2 separate regions of the Mus musculus genome follow, and region 2 is linked to region 1. A link is a contact called in public Hi-C data. All regions are on one chromosome and are shown on one strand. Each heading gives the region's core, a stretch centred on a gene start, on an enhancer-like site or on the middle of the called end of the contact. The rest is flanking DNA. Distances are from core to core; before and after follow the strand shown.

Region 1 (7,699 bases), core at 1,440-3,939:
CTAATTATTGATGCACACACACGCATACACACACACACACACACACACACACACACACACACACAGATGATTGCCACTTAGAGCTTTCCTACTGGACTCCTTCCACAAATAATACAAATTTTATTTTTCTGAAAATAGAAAGGAATGTGGTTTCTTGCTGGCTCTGCAGTTTCCTTGTTTGGCTGGATTACATGTTCTTAGAGTTAGGTGTTCTGTATCCCAGGGCGGGGCTAAGGCTCTGTGGTAGTGGCTGGTCCATGTGAGACCCTGAGTCTTATCCCATCCCTGGTGTACATGCAGAGCCCCATGTCCCCACATCTGTTATGCAGATACCACGAATGCCCTTCCTAGCCCAAGAGTTCTGACTTGCTCCCACCAAGGCCTGCCTCGTGTGTCTCTACCTCAGCTCTTCAAGAGGCCATCGACCTGGGCTTTAAAAGTGTTATCACTGTGACCGTGATGTCACTCAAACTACCCCATTATCATCCTTTCAAAATGGGATATAAAGTAGATTATTTGAGTCATTTAAAATTATTCCTTGGTATCTTTAGAGACAAAGTTCCAATAAGAAAGCTTATCAATTATACTTTTGTTTCCAGTCCAAAACTCATGACTGCTGGCTCAAAGGCCCCTTGTTCTTACCACAGAACATTGCTTACAGTGTAGATGAGTGGCACCAAGCCCTGGCCTTTGTGTGGTACATTTATCCCCTAGGGAAACAAGAAGCAGTTTGAGATGAGGGGTGGGAGGGAGCCCCTGCCCCCGGAGGCGCATTTGCTGTTGACTGGTTCTGAATGAGGAGCTCTAGGTCTCTTCTGTCGCTGAAATAATTACGGGTTGTTTCTGGGACTTTTTAGCTAAATAATGCACAGAACTAGTGGCCTGTGGTGTTTATTTGGGAATGCAAACTCTAAGAGTCCCGGCTTGAGGTTTGGACAGATGTTATTTTTGGGTAGGGTGCTAGTTTCTTCTTCAAGAACAGCAGTGGGATTCCTTGGTTTGTCAGTTACCTTAGTATTGAACCGGGATTCTTGGGCAGTTGTCAGCCCCTGTCTGTCTCCACAGGGCAGCTGTCTGGCTGAGGTAAACTGCCTGATCAGTTTCTGTGCCAGGGGAGGGGCTTTAGTCAGGAGGCCAGGGTGACTTTCAGAATGGCTTTGATTCTAGCCCTGCAAAAACCAGGCATGGTGGTGCAGAGCTGTAATCCCAGTTAGTAACACACACACAATTATGCCGAGCAAATGTTCTATTTTCCAGAGGTGTGGGGGGGGGGGGGTACAGAAATGTAATACAGAAGTCTAATTTACTTGTGTCCACTTTGTCATGGTAAGTAGAGACTACTCACTACAAAATTCCAATGTATTTTCTAGAAAATCACATGTTATGACTGTGAGAAGGATTTTCTTTCCAACCCGGTGTGATTTTTTTGTTTTTTGTTTGTTTGTTTTTGTTTTTTGAGACAGGGTTTCTCTGTGTAGTCTTGGCTGTCCTGGAACTCACTTTGTAGACCAGGTTGGCCTTGAACTCAGAAATCTGCCTGCCTCTGCCTCCCAAGTGCTGGGATTAAAGGCGTGCACCACTACGCCCCGCTTGAATCTGGTGTGTTCTTAAGCAAGTGATTTGGAGTAGCAGACAAAACAGAAAACAGTGGAGGCTCACTCGGATTCCAGGTGAAAGCCACACGGGACTCTGACAGGGAGAGAGTCCTTTATGGCTGCCCTATGGGTGACACAGCAGAAGCTAGGACTCCAGACCGTCCCCAAATAAAGACTGAAGAATATCAGCTACGAAGCTGCCCTGTGTTCGGGAACTTCGGGACCATCACGGCTGTCCTAGAGGGCTGACCTGCCATGCTGAGTAAGAAGTCTCAGCGTCAAATATATCGCAGAATTGTGTCCAAAATTCAGCCGCGCTCCTGCAGTGCGCTGTGTAGCAAGGCTACTGCGTGGCTAGCAAGGCAGCGGCGCACTGCAGGCTTCCTGCCCGCCGCGTTAGAAAACCGAGGCAAACACCGAGTCTGTTTTGGAAATGTTCTGAAGCTCAGTCTATTAACACAGCGAGCCGTTTGAAACGCAGCTCTACGTGTTTGGAGAGAAACACACGGGCTTTTATTAGGGACATGAAACAAACTCTTTGAGCCCCGGCCTCGCTGCGGGCGAGTGTAATTGCCAGGATTAATAAATCACAGCTGCGAAAGTTCAGTCCTTGGCAGCTTTCCTTATTCAGCTCTTCTCTCCTGCCGGTTCGTTTCAGATTTATGGTCTGCATTATGTCTGGAGCCCGCACTGCGCCTGCTCTCTTCTTCCTCGGCTGTTCTGCGCTTGCGTTGGGCGTCAGCTCGGCCTCCCAGGAGCACCGCGAGGCTGAGTACTACGTGGCTGCTGTGTACGAGCATCCATCGGTCCTGAGCCCAAACCCCCTGGAGCTCGTTAGCCGCCAGGAGGCCCTGGAGCTCATGAAGCAGAACCTCGACGTCTATGAACAGCAAGTGATGGCTGCAGCCCAGAAGGCAAGAGCAGCTTTCTGCTCCTGACCTGGGCTCAGGGCTCCCAGAGCCAGCTGCTCTGAGTGAGGAAAAAACCCCAGGTTCCCGAGGTCCTCCTGAGAAGTCGGGTCAGCTTGCAGATTCCGAGTTGACTTGACTGCTTGTTAAATCAGGCCCCACCCCTGGCCTCCAGAGCCAGGACTGGCATGTGTCCCCAGGGAGTGTTTTGCCCAAGCTGGAGAAGCAGTGCCTAGGTCACTGATTCATGTGCCTGTGCCGGGAATCAGCGAATTGTAAACAAGAGCTGGGGTGTGGGGCTGGGACTGTGGCCAACTGGTCCAGAATGGATGCAGTTTGGGCAGTGGGAATTTTCAAAGCCCGTCCCTGGGTGATGCTAATATTCAGAAAAACAAACAAATAACCTTGAAAACCCTTAAGGACAGTGAACTCCGTGCACTGAAAGGCATTCAAAGCTTGTCAGAGCCCACAAAACAAGGGCTGTCTGTGCTTTGTCTGTGTCGCACTTCATCCAGATGGGAGCCCTGCGTCCAGACAGACTAGGACCCCAGCCCTTCCTAAGGGCTTCCTGCTTGACTGTCTTTCTTCTCCTGCCATCCAGGAAGGGTGGGGCTACTGAGGCTAGGCTCCCCTGGGACAGGACAGGAAGTGGCTTTTCTAAGAAGCTGTGGGGTTAGGAAGCCTGGGACCAAGGGAGTCTGGGCTTCATCCCTGTAGGTGGGGCCGCTAAGCCTGCTGCTTGTGGAAGGCCTACTGTGGCCAAATGGCAAGGGAGCCAATCTTCTTTGCTGCTGGCTTAGAGCTGGCTTTGCCAGTAGGTCCCCTTACGCCCATGCCCTCATCACATGACCTGAAACGACTTGGCTATCTCTTGTTGGTGCTTTTTAAAGTCCTGACTTAGTCAGTGTGTATGGTCCAGCACTCCTGATGGACGGCACACCTCTCTTGGCTACCTTCAGAAGCTCAGAGCACAGTTTCCCAGGTCCTTGTGTTCCATGTAACTGTGGGAAGGGCTGTTTGTTTGTTTTACCGTAGTTCTGACCTTGAGCTCAGAAAAGTAGCTGCGTTCCATCTTTGGCGCACCCAGAAAAAGTGTTGTAGTCCCAGGAAGAGCCTTCGCTTCCAGGCCTCTTCGGGCTCTCCAGACTTCGTGCTTAGAACTGTATGGCCCACAATCCAGCTGCTGTGTGACCAGGGTTGGGGGCAAGCTTCTCTCAGCTCTCTTACTCCAGATGTCGTTCCCAGGACACTTCTGGCAATGCCATCACACTGCGTTTCCATGGCACTTGTGACTCCTGTTCCTTTACACACACAGCCACATGCTGCCCTGCTGCACTTGGGCAGATAACTTGAGCAAGGCTTCCCACCTGCGCTGCTCACTGGTCAGCCTCGTGGGCTATGTAGGGCTCTTCACTGGCATCCACATAGCATCCACACATTTGATACTTATCCTGTTTATGTCCCTGCTGAAGTTTGTGTAAAATGAATCCCAGCTGCACCTTCAGGTCTCCTACCAGCACTGACCCAAACAAGGGCAGGTCCTGTGGTGAAGGTGTTTAACGGCACAGTGCCACCTCGGTCCCCTCAGCTTTTCCTCCTCTGCCTTCTCCGTCTGTCCACGGTGCCTAACCAAATCCCCTGTTTGGAGCTTGCATAGGTGCTTCTGGGAGTCATGGCAGCTGCTCACAGGGGTGCTTCTGTGCTGTCAGGTGACACAGCACCTCTGCTGTGTCTGTGGGCACCAGAGTGTTCCATCAGATTCACTTAGGAACCTCACATGCCCGGTGAGACTCACTTGGGACAGGAACCCCTCACATGCCTGGTAAAGCGCTGTCCCCCTGGCACAGAGGGAAAATGATTTACAGAGCCCATTCCCGGGGTTGGCGAGCTCCATTCTTCAGGAGTTCTTGATCTCCTGCCAGACCACTGCTGAAGCACCGTGGTCGATGTGTAGACGTAACTGAAGTGGCAGGCTCTATAAGATGCCCTTCAAGGTTTTTATTTTCCTGAAGAGAGGAAAAGCTCTCTCCAGATATAATTTTCAGGAAGTTAAAAGTGTGACTCATGCAAATACAGAATGAGTACAGTTTTTTTTATTTATTTAATGCATTAGATAACGGTGGGAATTTAAGGAGTCAGCCCAGCACTGGCTCAGTGAATTCGTTGCTAGCTAAAGAACTGGCTAATGTCCCACGAGGCACAGATGTAGTCTCTAGTGTGAAGACCTTTGTTTTTAACTTGGTTTTGAAACAGGGTCTCATCTGTTAGCTAGTGTGGCTTCGAGCTCGGGATCCTTCTGTCTCTACCTCCCAGGCTAATCTGCTGAGTAACAGTCCAACAGAGGCCCGTTATGTACACAGTCAAACTGCCCAACTGAAGCAGCCCGCTAATCTGGAACCGCTAATCTGCTGCATCTTTTTATTGCAGAGGTTGGATTCAGATAATCAGTGGAGAAGAAACAGTAGTGTCTCACATAGGGGGTGGCCATTACAGACGGTATGTCTGGATGCTCTCTATGAGAAAGACGAGTGCTACCCAGCTTATCATCTCGTGCATACCCAGCTGCACAGAGAGAAAAGGATGAGGAGAATATTAACAAGAGCACCTTTGTGTTAGAGGATGTGAGAGAGTGCGTGTGCACACACACACACACACACACACACACACACACACGAGGGGGGGAGTTCGGAGCTTTTATAACCAGAAGGGGGGGAAAAACCCTAAAGTTGCATTGCACTGAGGAAGTAGGCACCGTTGTCGACAATGACACGCCTTCACTGCCTGCTGCCTCCACCCTCTGCATTGGGACAGCGTTCTAGGTTTGACACTTTAATCCACAGAACTGGAGAGCGCCAGGAGGGTGAGATGCTAAGGGAGAGCAGAGGGCAGTCCTGTTTCTTTCTTCTCTTGCCCTAGGATGCTGTAGATGGCACAGGGAGCCCAGTGTGGGGAGAAGCCTATAGCACAGCCAGAGCCCCTAAAGCGACTCTCTTAGTTCAGTGCACTTGCTGCTGCCCATCCTCGGCCCCCAGAGTCACAGCTGGGACTGCTCAGCAGAGTCATCTTTAAACAAATCCTGCAGCCAGGACTCACCCACATTCCAGCCAGCCGTTTTATGGATGGGGCCCACATCAGTGTTTTTCCCAAAGTACCCCAACTGACTTAGATATGGGAGAGGGGGTGAAATCCTCTGGAATAATGATGATTCATCTGTGCATAGATTTAAGTGCTTCACGATGGCTCTGGCTTCCACTGTTCACCAGTGAGAGCGAGCCCAGCCTAACATTCACTCAATGAGCTCTGTCCTTGGGCCTTCAGCAATGCTGCCCACTCCTCCATCCAACCACACATGCTCATGGTTCTTCCTAGAGAACACGGAAACATGTGGGGGCCATTGTCCTGCACTCGGGGAGTCAGCTGATTGCCTGAGAACAAGCCTTTCCATTCAAGCTGAGTCAGGCTAGCATCTTTAAAGCCCTGGTCAGCCAGCCTGCTGATGTCTGGCAGTGAGGGACACTCTCTCCCCTTACCTCATGGCACTCTCTTGTCTTTTTGCTTCCAGGGTGTGCAGATTATAGTGTTCCCAGAAGATGGTATCCACGGATTCAACTTTACAAGAACATCCATTTACCCGTTCTTGGATTTTATGCCGTCTCCCAAGCTGGTCAGGTGGAACCCGTGTCTGGAGCCCTTTCGGTTCAATGACACGGAGGTAGGTGAGGAGTCCAGCAGACTGAGCCAAAAGCCACAGTGTGCTGCCTGAGGTTTGAAGGAGGCTCTGGGATCCAAACCACCGAGCCTAAACTCCCCAAGCCCCGTGCTGATACGGGACATTACGCAGATACGGATCTTTTCATTGGTGAATTTCACAAGACCCACACTAATCGAAACATATTAAACAAGTCAAGTTGTAAAAAATACTCTAAAAGTTCCTCACCACCACTGCCTGGTCTCTTCCCACTCCCGAGGCGATGCTGTGCCGTGCCTTGTTTCTTTTTTTCCTACCGTCACCAGCATCCTGTCTAGTAGGAGACATGCTACCATCTTTTTAACTCTTTCTATTTTTAGCACTGTTTTAATGAGTATCCTGTACGTATATTTTTATAAGCATGTTCGAGGTTTCCCGTAAAACCCTTGGCAATGGAATTTCTCAAAGGCTATACATATTTTAGTATATTTTTAAATGCTAAATTTAGAAAGAGTCGTCACTATTGAGTCTACTGGTCCAGGTGCTTCGTATATCTGTCCTGTGAGTCACCTGTGTATCTCCTTTGAATGTTCTCAGAAGCTTTTTCTCACAGACCTATGAGAGCTGCTTACGTATTATAGACATAGTATAGGGACTTTTTTTTTTAAATAGAAATTGCTCCCCACAAAAGGTAGAATTTAAACTTGCCTATTGCATTTATTACCCTCCCCAGGTCCTCCAGCGCCTGAGTTGTATGGCCATCAAGGGAGGGATGTTCTTGGTGGCCAATCTTGGAACGAAACAGCCTTGCCTCAGCAGCGACCCTGGTTGCCCACAGGACGGGAGATACCAGTTTAACACAAATGTGGTGTTCAGCGACAATGGAACTCTTGTCGACCGCTACCGTAAGCACAACCTGTACTTTGAGGCGGCCTTTGATACCCCTGCTAACGTGGACCTCATCACCTTTGATACGCCCTTTGCTGGCAAGTTTGGCGTGTTCACTTGCTTTGACATCCTATTCTTTGACCCTGCCGTCCGACTCCTCAGAGACTTTGAGGTGAAACACATTGTGTACCCCACAGCCTGGATGAACCAGCTACCGCTCTTGGCAGCCATTGAAATTCAGAAAGCATTCGCCACCGCCTTCGGTGTCAACGTTTTGGCAGCTAACATCCACCACCCGACTCTGGGGATGACCGGCAGTGGCATACACACCCCTCTCAAGTCCTTTTGGTACCATGACATGGACGACCCCAAAGGTCACCTTATAATTGCCCAGGTAGCCACAAACCCACAGGGCCTCACTGGGACAGGGAATACAACTAGTGAGATGGACCCGTCCCATAGGAAGTTCTTAAAAATCCTGTCCGGAGATCCGTACTGTGAGAAGGATGCCCAGGAAGTGCACTGTGATGAGGCCGCCAAGTGGAACGTGAATGTCCCGCCCACCTTCCACTCGGAAATGATGTATGACAATTTCACCCTGGTCCCTGTCTGGGGAACGG
Region 2 (7,699 bases), core at 1,901-4,400, 330 kb after region 1:
CAATGGGGTTCTCCCACACATCCCCACCCAAGTTACAGAATCCCATTCTTTGCTCATTAATGCCCTCACATTAACTGCCAGTATCCTCCAAGTCTGGGACTTGAATTTTCTTCGTAATTCACTCTTATCGATGAGGGCTTCCATTTGATTTTCTACAACTTGAGCTCTTTGGCTGCTGGAGAGAAGATCCTCTTTCAGGGCACACTTAGAAACCTCTAGACGGCTTCTGTTCATCTGGAGCTGATCAACTCTATCATGGTTATCCTTCACCACATTCTGAGATGCTACAGTTGGCTAATCTTATCACTGAGATGACTTTTTTCCCTTGTCAGTTTATCCAGAGATGCCAGGAGCAACCCATCCAGCATCATCATTTTATTTTTTCCACAAGTTGTCAAAACTTATAGTCACCAAATCCATTGCGTCTCACAGTTGGTGAATCAGGATAATCAAATGCATTTGTCTCCTTGAGTGTGTAAAATAGCTCACACCGTGGGTTTTCGGTACTCTCACGGCTCCCAGGAGAGGCTTCAGTAACTGTAGGTGTTGGAAAATTGAAAAGCTTATTCTAGGGGATCCATCCCATAAACAACCACCAAAAGCAGACACTATTGCATATGTCAGCAAGATTTTGCTGACAGTACCCTGATATAGCTGTCTCTTGTGAGGCTATGCCAGTGCCTGGCAAATACAGAAGTGGATGCTCACAGTCATCTATTAGATGGAACACAGGGCCCCCAATGAAGGAGCTAGAGAAAGTAACCAAGGAGCTAAAGGGGTCTGCAACCCTATAGAAGGAACAACAATATGAACTAACCAGTATCCCCAGAGCTTGTGTCTCTAGTTGCATATGTAGTAGAGGATGGCCTAGTAGGCCATCAATGGGAGGAGAGGTCCTTGGTCTTGGGAAGATTATATGCCCCAGTACAGGGGAATGCCAGGGCCAAGAAGCAGGAGTGGGTGGGTTGGGGAGCAGGGCAGGGGGAGGGTATAGGGGACTTTTGGGATAGCATTTGAAATGTAAATGAAGAAAATATCTAATAAAAATAATATGTGAAATCTGTACAGTGAAAAAGAAAAGAAAAGCTTATTCTACATACTTAAAAACATCATCCTTATACTTCTGTTGCTATAGAACCACTCCTGGTACCAAAACCTGTGTTAGTCAGGGTTCTCTAGAGGAACAGAGCTGATACATATATGAGATTCATTAAAGTGTCTTACAGGCTGTGGTCCAGCTAATCCAATAATGGCTGTCCATCAACAGAAAGTCCAAGAGTTCAGTAGTTGTTCATTCCATGAGGCTGGGTGTCTCAGATGGTCCAGAATTCTGAAGATGTCTCAAATGCCAGCAAAGAAACAAACTTGCTATTGAGAGCAAGGACAGGCGGGGAGGGGGGGAGGCAGAGAGAGGGAGAAGGGGACAGAGAGACAGACAGACAGACAGACAGACACACACACACACACACACACACACACATAGACAGAGACTACTTCCATGTTCTTTATGTAGGCTGCCACCAGAAGTCTGACCCAGATTGAAGGTAGAAGATTAAAGATCTGGGTTAAAAGTAGGTCATCCCACTCTAAACAACATAAGAAAAGTCTCAGGTAGTCCACATGTAGTCAAGTTGACAACCAAGAGTAGCCATCCCACAGATGTTTTGTTTCTCACACATTCTCTTCAAGATAAAAGTCTCCCAAGTCTTCGATCACTCTGTTTATGACCTTGGAGGTCTTCATCATTTTCTAGACTTTGAACGTATATTTTTTTTCTCCCTCTCTCCCAGAGTTGATGACCAACTGGTCACTGTATTGTGTGATAGGTGGCTGGGATGAAATGCCCTGACATAAAGAAACCAAGGGCAGAAGGTGTCTTTTGGTCTACACTTTTAGGCTGCAGTCTGTAACGATCAGGAAATATAGGGAGGAACTTGGAACAGCTTGCCTCATGCATGCTTGCTTGGGCTCAATTCATTTTCTCCACTTTTTACAATTTATGACTGTTAAATATTAAAACTTGACAATAGCTCTGCCATATTGTCATCTTGTAGCTTCATTTTGTAACTCGTGACCTTAACTTGACTTACTGTTCCTTGCCCTGACAAAAACAACTTGTAATTTGTCACCAAGCCTCAGAGCCTGGTGGACTCTGGAGATCCCCTGAAAGGTCCAAAAACCTAGGGAATAAAAAGTTTTCAATTCCCAGGCAAGCAAGCTAGGCCCCCCAGTATGAGGCACTGACAATGGGCATTTAGTCATTGCTGACCCTGACTTAGGGAGGACAGGTCTGGATCTGAGTCAGCTCCTGGGACATCTAGTTGGAGGAGATAACAAGGCCAGAACAGAGTTGGTTTCTAAAATTCTTCAAGGTCTCACCAAATATAATGAAACTAACTTAGCAACCAATCAGAATTGTACTAATGTCACCGCTTTGCCCCCTATCAATTATATTAGAGGCTACCTAACCCTTCTAGAAAATTCCCCTAGCCCTGTCTAAAAAGGAGCCTGCAATCCCCTAAGGGGTTGCCATTTTGATGAATGGTTGACCCCTTCATACTGCTAATATCTGTAGAATAAATGTTCTTTACCTGTGCATACTATTTGAGTCTGGGATCTTCCTTCAGTAATTCTTGGGCCCTAAAACCCCTAGCTTCCTTGCCTCTAGACCCAGACTATCAGCTTAAGCGTCAGACAGTGCTGCTTGGTCTAGACAGCCTATATGTTGTAAATGTCACAAATGCACTTGTTCAGCTGTTTTTCCCATATAAAAACTGGTTCTGAGGATTGTGTGTGGTCGCAGTTTTAGATCCTGACTTCTGACTGCATGTCTGATTAATCAGTCTTGGAGTGTGCGTTCAACACACCATCCCCACCTGACTGAGATTGGTGACTGAGTGGTTTGTGTGTCTATTCCTGGCCCCCTGAGACCCCTGCCTAGATTCTGCCAAAGTGGGCTGGATCTTCCCACATCAATTAACTTTATTAAGGTAATCCCCCACCCCCATAGACATGTTGTTGTCTGACATAACTTTTCCTTCAGAGATGCAACACACAAGCCTATCCACCCACAACAGACCTAAGTATGAGTACCACCAAAGTCCTGCTTAGTGATTCATATTGGGGTTCCTTACAGGAGCAGAAATGATTCAAAGACAGCTGCATAACCAAAGCCCACCCCAGATTCCCACAAAGCAGGGAGGCTGGGATATGCTGCGCAGCCTGAAGGCAGTTAAATTGGAGCGTGTCCTTCTAGGTCTCCCAGTTCGTCTAAAGCTCTTCCAGGCAGCTGCTCTGATCTTTGAGCCATCTTCCGAGTTTGGCTTGTCTCAGCTCTCAGTTCTGACTGCTGATTCAGACAGAGAGGGATTATTGGATCTGGTCAGTTTCAGACTTCCCGAAGCTATTTTGAGTTGTTTACCTTCCTGATTAAGGAAGCTTCCCTGTGGGATGGAATGTTTCAATCTCGGATGAAACTGTTACACAACACACAGCCTCAAACCAACCCAAGGTAGACAATCCTGGATTGTGACTCTTTTCCAAGGTCGGTATAGGCTGTGTCCGATGGGCAAAGCTAACCCATCACAGAGTGTTAAACAGGATTCTCTCTGCTATTTAAGCCAGCTAGCATCAAACTTGCTTAACTGTAAAGTTTTTCAGCTTTGTCACTAATGTAGCTCATATGATCTTCTATCCATGAAATTCTCTGTAAAGGTTTTCAAACTGTTTTTTACTACCTGCTGTGTTTTGAATGTGTCTCCCCAAAGGGCACGACGGGAACATAGTCCCCAATGCAACAGGGTTAGGAGTTGGGATCTTTGAGGGCTTCCTTCATGAATGGATCTATGCTGGTTGCAAAGGGTTTGGCCTCTGAGCTCAGTTCAATCTCCTGCACTCAATGCCCTGCTTTGGAAGAGCAGAGTAAACAATCCTGATCTCTTTCTCTCCCTCCCTCCCTCCCTCCCTCCCTCCCTCCCTCCCTCCCTCCTCTGCCTTCCCTTGCATCTTTATCTTTCCTCTACGTCTTTCTTTCTTCCTTGAGCCAGGGTTTCTTTTCTCCAGAGTCTAGTCTGAGGAGACCTTTCTCCTTCCCTTAACAGAAGGAGCCTGCATGATCTAAGTCTGGCTAATGAAATGGTCCCACTCTGTACTTTAAATCAAAACAGATTCATAAAAAGACGAAAGATAAGCTGATATTTAGAGAATCCCCGTCCCACCAGGCTGTTTTCAGGAGAATGTTTCCTGCCATTTTAGCTTCCTGGGTTTTTTTACATGGGTTCTGTGGCTCAAACTTATGTCCTTATGCTTGCAAAGCTAGCAATGTACCAACCAAAGTATCTCTCCAGCTCTATCTATCTATCTATCTATCATCTTTCAATCTATCATCTATTGATCATCATCATCTGTCTTAGTCAGGGTTTCTATTCCTGCACAAACATCATGATCAAGAAACAAGTTGGGGAGGAAAGGGTTTATTCAGCTTACATTTCCACATTGCTGTTCATCACTGAAAGAAGTCAGGACTGGAACTCAAGCAGGTCAGGAAGCAGGAGCTGATGCAGAGGCCATGGAGGGATGTTCCTTACTGGCTTGCTTCACCTGGCTTGCTCAGCCTGCTCTCTTATAGAACCCAAGACTACCAGCCCAGAGATGGCACCACCCACAAGGGGACCTCCCCTCTTGATCACTAATTGAGAAAATGCCTTACACCTGGATCTCGTGGATGCATTTCCCCAACTGAAGCTCCTTTCTCTGTGATAACTCCAGCTGTGTCAAGTTGACACAAAACTAGCCAGTACATCATCTATCTACTAATTTTTAAAATAAAACCTCTTTTGCTGCTCAATCAAGATCTGACTTACAAGAGATAGCAAGCTCAGACTGGAGAGATGGCTCAGCGGTTAAGAGCACTGACTGCTCTTCCAGAGGTCCTGAGTTCAATTCCCAGCAACCACATGGTGGCTCACAACCATCTGTGGTGGGATCTGAGGCCCTCTTCTGGTGTGTCTGAAGATGGCTACAGTGTATTCATATAAATAAAATTTAAAATAAATAAATCTTTAAAAAGAGAGAGAGAGAGAGAGAGAGAGAGAGAGCTAGGAAGCCTGGTGAGGATGGGGAGGAGGGGCTAAGAGCAGGAAGGAGTGTCTTAAACACATCTAAAGCTGATGCAGAGGGACAGACAAGCCCTGCTTAGAATGGAGGGAGTCGGTATGCAGACCTGGTACACCAAGGTGGAGCTGCTTTGAGGGTTTGAGTGAGAATGGCCTCCACGGGCTCAAGTGTTTAAATGCTTGGTCCTCAGTTGTTGGGACTGTTTGGAAAGAATTAGGAGCTATGGCCTCACTGGAGGGGTTGTCATAGGAGACATATGCCATTACCAGTGTGTTCTCTGCTTGTGGTTGTGTTTCAAGGTGGGAGCTCTCAGTTGCTGCTCCAGGCCCCATTGCCTGCTACCTTAGGTCACAGAATATAGTTGTTGACAATAGAATGGGCTAGTGAAATGGTTCAGTGGTTTAGAGCACTTGTGAGAGACCCTATGTCGATTCCTAGCACCCACATGGCAGCTCACAAACAGGTAACTCCACTTCCATGGAATCCAATGCCCTCGCTGGCTTCCTTCCTCCACTTTTGGCCTCCACAGGTACCAGACACTCAGGCGGTACATGTCCATACAGAGACAAAAGAACCTTCCACGTGGCTCCCCCTCCTGTATTGCTAGCTCAGTGATGGCCCTGGAATCTACAGAGCTTCCGACAGTGCCTGCGAATGTGATGATAAGCCTCCATCCATCCACTGCATTGTGCAGGCCATTCCTGTACTGCAAAACTGAGGCTCCGAAGTACGATCATTGAAGGTCTTTACAGCCATTTTTATCCCTTGCCTGTGGCTTATGTAACCACTAGTAGGGTTGTCCAGCACATGAGCCCTTTGGCCAAATCATACATTAACAGTCCTATCACTTCCTGTCCCAGCTTTGCCTGGGTCTCCTTTAACGTCCTTTGGACCATTATGGGTACTCTTCCTCGCATCCTTTTACCCTTTGCCCAATCAGTGTCTGGACTTGTGGCATCAGCATCTCTGGGGCTGCAGCATCAGTATCACATGGCAGCTTGTTAGAAATGCAAAGTTTCTAGGCTCTACCCAGACCTCTGAAAGAGACTGTTGGTCATGACCCTGCCAGCTCTCCTTGAGTAAGCCTCAAGGACATGGTGTTTTTGAGACATGGCAGAATTTAAGAACTACTACCCTAAACTTTTCCAGGAAAAGCCACTCAGGTTGTAGCCAGCTGAGCTCAGCTGAAGATATGTGTATATATATATATACATACATATATATACACACGCATATATATATATACACACATATATATACACACACATATATATATACACATACACACATACATATACATATACACACACACACACACACATATATATATATATTCATCAGTGGTTGATGTCACTGACATTACCCAAACAATGGGGCCCAGACTGGCAAAAGGAGTGAGAGCTCAAAGCTGAGGAACCTGGTGAAGTTGTCCAGGGTCTCCACAGGACCCTCTCAGCAGCTCTTTGCCCCCCAGCCCCAACCCCCACAGCCAGGGACCAAACAAATCTTCAAGGGGAACACAGGGCAGAGGCTCAGCAAGGGATTGCACCCAGCACTTACGGCCTTTGACCTTTAGCCTCACGTGCCTGCTGCCCAGAACACTCACTGACTGAGGTCAAGCTGGCTCAGGTTGGTGGCCCCTCCTTGAAGAAGGGGATCAGACAGGGGAAGCACAGGAATTTTTGTGGGCTCTTGTTTTAATTTTGGGGACCTCAATAAGAAAATATCACAGGCTAGTGGCTTTAACAATAAAAATCTTAATTTTTAAATAATGCTTTTTATCTTTTGTGTTTGATGTATGGAGTGTGGAAGTAAGTGTGTGTGTGTGTGTGTGTGTGTGTGTGTGTGTGTGTGTGTAAAGGCATACACATGCCAAGGCACACATGTGGAGCTCAGAACACAACCCTGGAAGTTGGCTATCACCTTCTACCTAGTTTGGAGAAGATATTTTTGCTCTTTGCCATCGCACTCTGTAGGCTCGATGGCCTTGAGCTCCCAGGGTTCTCCTGGCTCCATCTTCTTTAGGAGCGCCATGGTTATAACTGTGAACTCCTGTGCCCAGCTTTAAAGGGGATCTGAACCCTGGTCCTCCCATCTGTGCAGCAAACCCTTTATCTATCCATCTGTCTTTCTGAATTTGATCTTGTTCTGACTGACCCTAAAATCAAGGTGTTGGCAGGTTTAGTCTTAGGCTACATTCTGATCATATCCTCTTTGATGTCCTGTAGTCCAGGCTAGCCTAAAGGATTCCAGTGGTCCCACCACTCAGAAGGTTAGAATTTCAAGGCATCATGAATATCGCCAAAAAAGAGTCAGAATAGGAACGCTGAACATGGTGGCTGTCTATGGTGGTCAGGAGAACTTTTCAAAGATCACGTCTGAGACATTGCCTGTGTATGTGTTTGAAGTAGATGGCATCATCCAGTAGACTTGAGTCCTGGAGTAAATAAAGAAAGGGAGGAAGTTAACTGGGTGATGGCATCCTCCTTTGTTTCCTGTCTACTGGGATGTGAACAAGCAGCCTCGTGTTCCTGCAGCCAGGACTACAAGCTGTTCCTGTCGCTGGGCCTCCTCCACCACCATA

What was found. A called contact is a pair of places that touch in the nucleus more often than the background predicts.
Region 2: a contact with region 1 is called in a Hi-C map of muscle stem cells, with 2.3 times the contacts expected there. The contact joins two enhancer-like sites. A contact is called at or near these places in 1 of 484 Hi-C or Micro-C datasets (muscle stem cells) and 2 of 115 datasets of contacts at active chromatin or transcription factors (astrocytes and embryonic stem cells).

Annotation. Positions count from the first base shown.
Region 1 is chr14:31,659,817-31,667,515 of GRCm38.p6, forward strand. It overlaps Btd (biotinidase), which reads left to right. Exons shown (of 4, transcript NM_025295.4): 2 at 2,254-2,509; 3 at 6,066-6,215; 4 at 6,925-7,699. Among named protein-coding and RNA genes, the nearest start is that of Btd, 23 kb to the left of the region's middle. Within about 2 kb of position 2,690, at least 375 of the 459 cell types and tissues checked have an H3K27ac peak or open chromatin away from gene starts, as enhancers often do. A contact at or near this core is called in muscle stem cells, where this site is marked.
Region 2 is chr14:31,990,856-31,998,554 of GRCm38.p6, forward strand. No RefSeq gene overlaps it. Among named protein-coding and RNA genes, the nearest start is that of Galnt15, 34 kb to the right of the region's middle. Within about 2 kb of position 3,151, at least 30 of the 459 cell types and tissues checked have an H3K27ac peak or open chromatin away from gene starts, as enhancers often do. A contact at or near this core is called in muscle stem cells, where this site is marked.